Regions from separate parts of the Gossypium hirsutum genome. Here region 1 is linked to region 2. Evidence: chromatin contacts called from public Hi-C data. All regions are on one chromosome and are shown on one strand. Each heading gives the region's core, a stretch centred on a gene start, on an enhancer-like site or on the middle of the called end of the contact. The rest is flanking DNA. Distances are from core to core; before and after follow the strand shown.

Evidence for each region. A called contact is a pair of places that touch in the nucleus more often than the background predicts.
Region 1: a contact with region 2 is called in a Hi-C map of leaf, with 2.3 times the contacts expected there. The contact joins the promoter of LOC107886936 here to the promoter of LOC121222070 in region 2. A contact is called at or near these places in 4 of 34 Hi-C or Micro-C datasets (all in leaf).

What each region holds. Positions count from the first base shown.
Region 1 is chrA03:110,488,057-110,491,004 of Gossypium_hirsutum_v2.1, forward strand. LOC107886936 (telomere repeat-binding factor 1) reads left to right here and starts at 1,291. Exons shown (of 7, transcript XM_041101990.1): 1 at 1,291-1,549; 2 at 2,004-2,196; 3 at 2,306-2,523; 4 at 2,610-2,694. The coding sequence starts at 2,047.
Region 2 is chrA03:110,354,699-110,357,822 of Gossypium_hirsutum_v2.1, forward strand. It overlaps LOC121222070, which reads left to right and starts at 1,322. Exons shown (of 4, transcript XM_041101965.1): 1 at 1,322-1,772; 2 at 1,935-2,164; 3 at 2,635-2,742; 4 at 2,854-3,098. The coding sequence starts at 1,586. The coding sequence ends at 2,976.

The DNA.
Region 1 (2,948 bases), core at 41-2,540, 130 kb after region 2:
CTCATTTGGTAACAATTTATTTAGAAAAATGATGTTGTAATGAACTTGGATTTAACAAAAATAATTTTAATAGTGTTAATAATTAAGCTTGAATTTAAAAATCTAAAAATTAAATTAATTAAATTCTTAAAAATAAAAATGCAACGACTAAATTCCAAACTTACAAAGAATATAAGGACTTATGACATGTTTTAACCAAAAGATTTTGTTTCCATTATTCAAAAAAGGTTAAAATATGTCATAGATTCTTATACTCTTCACCGATTTAGAATTTAGTCATTTTAGTTTTATTTCCCGGATTTAGTATATTTGCTTTTTAGATTTCAAAATTCAGGTCCAATTGTTAACGCTATTAGTTTTGTTGGTGTGACATCTTGAAATAAAAAAAAAATACTCATTTGGTGGCAATGTAACTAAAAAATTGACATTTATAATGAACCTGAGTTTAATAAAATAATTTTAACAGTGTTATTAGTTGGACCTAAATTTCAAAATTTGAAAAGTATAGGTACCAAATTCTATAAATAAAAGTACATAGACAAAATTATAAATTTGTAAGGAGTATAAGGACTCATGACATATTTTAACCTTCAAAAAACTTCAAAAAAGAAAAACTGTAAGATGTTTATGTAAATTGGAGATGGACCTAAGCGGAAGAGGTTGAAGTTGGGATTGAAGGCTCTATGTTGACCATTAAGAGCTCTAGAAGAAAACGATGAGCTATATAAATATTAGAATTTGTACTCCGAAACACTCTCCAACGAAAATAAAGAAATTAAGATATTTTAGATAAAATAACAACAAAGCGGAGATAAAAACAAAACTTCATTTGAATTGTTATTCACTCATTTGGTTTTGGTGCATGAGAATTAACTAATAACTCGTCTTTAACTGACAACATTAATAGGAAAATGTGTAAGCTTAGTAGTAGGTTAGTCCTAACCTACCATAATGGACGAAGCTAGAAACTTTTTTCAGTTCAGAGAACTTAAGCTAAGTTATAAACTTTTAAATGGATTAAAATGCAATTTTTCTAATATAATTTTTAAAGGGACTACAATGAAATTTCTCCATTTTCCCACTACCCTCGTCCCTACCTGCCATAAATTATGCAAAATTATTTATTATCTTGATTAGGAAAAAAAGGGTAATTTTTTCCCTTAATTTCTAAAAAGCTACTAAATCTTGTTACTCTTTGTTAGTAAAGGTCAAAATTCCGAAGCCGCCAAAGTCGTTGACACGTGTCAATAACATATTCATTTCAGGGATCACATCCTACTTCCACACGTGACACGAGTAAACCCTAATCTTATTTCAGAAACAAAAAGGGGGAAAAATAGAAACCCTAACAAATTTTTCCGCCAGAAAATCACAGCGTCCCATTGAATCGCCGTGAAATCTCCTGTAGCATAGCATCGCCATGGTAGAAAAAAATAATTGAATTTAATTTCTTCTTTAATTCTCTTTTTCTTTTCGGTCTTTTTAAGAAAAATAGCAGTTCTTCGCCTTCCGATCTCCGATTCAGTCACCCACAAAATTATATCATAAGGTAATTGTTCTTCTTTTCCCCCTCTTTGTCTGTGCGCATCTGGTAATTTCATTTTTTATATGTTAATCTGCGTTTTAATTTCGTTCGTGTTTTCGATTGTTTCAAATCTGCTTTTTAATTTTGCTTAATTGCCTTTCTGTCTGTATGCTATTCCTATTAATAATCTTTAGAAATCAGATGGGTGAAATTATGTCATTTTTTCGCTTTGTTAGTTGATAAAGGGGCATTTCTTTATTGAAATAGTTTTAATTTTATGATGATGGTCATTTCTTGGAATCATGTAGTATTGATTTGTTATTCACGTTATTCTCGATTAGGAATTAGCTAAATTTACCCAATTATAACAGAATATTGATGATAATTGTTTCAATATTAATTCCATGGAAGAATGATGCTTGAAATCTCTTTTTTCGTTGATTTTATCTGCTAATATTGAGGGAAATGACTTTTGCAGCTTCTTGAATTTGAAGGCTTTTTTCCCCTTTGTGTTCCTTTAAATGGGTGCTCCTAAGCAGAAATGGACACCTGAAGAAGAGGCAGCGCTAAAAGCTGGAGTCATCAAACATGGTGCTGGAAAATGGCGAACGATACTGAAAGACCCTGAATTTAGTGGCGTCTTGTATCTGCGTTCCAATGTAGATCTTAAGGTATGTTCCTTTGGCTTCTAATGTTGAATGGTTCAGTCCTTGTCTTGATGAAAAGTACCTATAGAGTTTTGTACTTGTTAATTCATGTTTTCTTTGTATCTTTGGGTAGGATAAATGGAGAAATATGAGTGTGATGGCCAATGGATGGGGTTCTCGAGACAAAGCTAGGCTAGCTGTGAAAAGGACATCTAGCTTTCCTAAACAGGAGGAGAGTGCGGTGGACCTCGCTGTAGCTCCAAGTGATGAGGAAATCGTGGATGTTAAGTCTGTCCCAGTTTCCAGTGCTACATTACAGATTCCATCTTCTACAAAGAGATCCATCGTCAGGTTAGACATTGTTCTTATTTTTGTTTGATTAATTTCATCTTGTATAATTTCACTCCTGACGTTGTTAATTCTTGTCACTGTTGTAGGTTAGATAACCTCATTATGGAAGCAATTACAACCTTGAAGGAGCCTGGTGGTTCAAACAAGACAAATATTGCTGCATATATAGAGGTAGTGTTTATATGCCAGTATTCATGTTTATAATTCCATTCTTTTTCCTATTTAAAGAAAATCTTGCATTTGAGGTCTTTAATAAACAGAGAACTTTGAAATGGCTCATGATTGGTCGATATACACCTTTTTAATTGAAGAAAATAGCTGCAAGGAAAGCCGTGTGACATAAATGTTTCTTTGTACAGTTTGAATTTGAAGGCATAAGAGAGTGACTACATAAGTCATGGCAGTCTGCTAAATGTTTTCCTTTG
Region 2 (3,124 bases), core at 72-2,571:
AATTTGTCTGAGGAAAAAAAAAAGGAATTTTATTATATCAAAAAGGACAATGATACGTATCGGACAAAAATGAACATGTTTGCATGAATCACGTAAATGAAACAAAATATTTAATTAAAAATAAAATAATAAATGCTCATACTTTAAAATTATAACTATTATATTTATTCTAAAAAATTATTTATTAGTATATATTTATTATGATTATAATTATGATTTATAAATTATTATTAATGGTGTAATTATATATTATTATAATTATGGTTCATAAATTTATTTCAATATTATATATAAGTTACAATAAAAACAAAAAATTAATTTTATGAAAATTTATATTAAAAATATTAAAAAAATTCGAACTGATTTTTCTAATTGATTTAAGACCTTGAATGATATTAACTTAACTAGAAGCTTTATTATAACTAGAAATTATATCATACATGTATACGTGTGAAAACCATGCATTTAGAAGATAGATATGTGTCTGAAAATAACATAAAATAAATAATGAAACGTATGTGTTAAAACTAATTAATAATAACAAATTAAATATGTACAATATTCAATAGAATAATTAAATTAAAGTGTGAGCAAAACGGAATTTAAACACATAAATATATCAGTTTAAGAATACAAAATGAGTACAGTTGTTTATCATGGTGTTGACATCAATCTTGAGTTGGTGTCGAGTTGACATGTGACACTAACTCAATTAACAACGTTATTAATACTAGAGTGCATATGCGTGTAAAAAACTACAAATTTAGAACGCAAATGTATGTTTAAAAATAACATATAATAAATAATGAAACATATGATTTGAAACTAATTAATAATAACATAAGAAATACATACAATATTAAAATTTAAAAAATAATTTAGCACTATTTTCAAAATCAAATCGGACCAGTTGATCGAATCGATTGAACGAGGGATATTGATTAAGAATAATGGATTGAGTTAATAGACTTACAGATTGATTGAACTGATGATCGGACCAATTAAACAAAATTTTTTCTATTTTAATTATTTTTAATAATTTATTTAATCAAATTATATAAATAGATCTGATAAAAATTCGTAATCGAACTAATTAAATTATTTATCGAATTTTGAAAATGTGAATAGTTAAAATTTTCTTAATTAAATTAATATTTATTTCACTCCCAACATCATAACAAATAAATAAAAAAATGGGCCCCACTGAGAGGTCTTTAACACTGAATTGGGAACCACAACTGTCGATAACCACGAAGCCCAACCGCACACCTCTTTGCCGCGTACATTAGCAACCGAAACCTCTGCCGCTCTAATTTACGCTCACTCGGTTACGCCCACCACCATCGCCTTTCTTCTCGCTACTTGTTAAAGTTGTAATTTGCTTTGCTTCCTCTGCTCTCCACGCAATAATTTACCAAATAAATAAATAAATAAATTCTTTCCCATTTATTCACTCAACCCAGAAAAGCAATTAGCTAAATAAATAATCTAAATTTCTTAAAAAAAATTGAAAATTATGTTTCTATTTATGATTACTTGTTTAAGATTTTAATGCAGAGATATTAAGGGGAAAAATAAAATAAAAATGGCTTCTCTACAGATGTTGAACCCTGTGTTTTCTTCCATTTCCATTTCCCACTCAAAATTTCCGGGAAAATCTGATTCCAGGAACAAACTTCTCAACTTCAATAGTTGTAGAAGCTTCAAGTCCTTGCACAGCCAAAGATCTATTATTCGTTGTGCAACTCAAGATGGTGACAACAAAAACAATGGTATGTTCTTCCATTTCTAAAGATTCTTTTTTTTTTTTACTCATTTTAGTTGTATAAAAAATTCTGAAACTAACCCAAGTCAAGTCCTTCAAAAATAAGTTGAAATTTTGGTTCATTGGGTGCTTATAAAATTGTATTTTTATGGGTTTTGTTTTGAATTAGGTGAAGAGTCACCTGAGTCACTGTTTATGAAGGAGTTGAAGAGGAGGGGGATGACACCAACTTCACTGGTAGAGGATGCTAAAAATACCAATTATGGATTAGATGAGGAGATGAAAGTAGGGGAAGAAAGGGGAAGTGTCTCCAAAAGGAATGTTGTGTCAACTGAATTTGATCAAAGCTTATCTAATCAAAGGGAACGATCCATGGAATTGAATAGTGAAGGCCTTGAGGTTTATTGCTTTTTTTCTATTTACTCAATGATTTTGCATGCTGGTGTGCCTTGGTTTGACCTCATTTAACAATCTTGCTTATGTTCATTTCAAACCTTAAGCACAATTATGTACCGTATGAATTGTGATGGTAGCTTCATAATCTGAATGATCTAGATCTTGGACTTTGTTTCAATGAACTTTTATATAGATGATATCATACATTTTTGGTATTGTTATTAAACATTTCAAGGAACTAGATTTCTCTATCTTCGGTTCGGAGAATGTTATGGAACCAACAAGAACATCATCTCTTTGTTTTTACTTTCATTTCATAGTAATTTGTTCACATAAAACTGTCTGTCTTGTGAATATTTGATGTGTTTATTCGTTATCTCTTTACTTCAAGTAATGTGCATGATTTCATTTAATTTGTGAATGCAAGGATATGTGAGATGGCAATTGAACTTATATATATAATCGTTGTTCAGGGGCTGGTTCCGCGGGCTAAACTGTTGCTAACACTAGGAGGGACTTTCTTCCTCAGCTTCTGGCCTTTCATCCTTTCAACTATAGCATTCTTTTCTGCTCTCTACCTTGTAAGCTCGCTTTCTTCCACTTTTCAGTTTTAGCTTTAGGAAGAACAAAGAAGCTCCCTGTCATCATCCGCTGTAGCATTTGTAATGTGCTGATAATTTTCCCATGGGCAGTATTTCGGACCATCTTTCATTCACGATGGAAGTAAGACACCCGTTTCGCCACCGCAATACATAGATCCTTATACACTTCTGGAAGATGAAAGGATTTCCCAAACTGCCCCTCATGTAAATTGAAGGACAAGTGTTACCACCATACAACAAAATTCTTGGGGTTTAAATAACAGGTTTATATTGTCATATTTCCTTCACCTCCTGTAATCTTTGTAAATACAAATATCAGCAGGAACTTCATGCGATGGCTCAGTATCTTCCTAACTGTTTT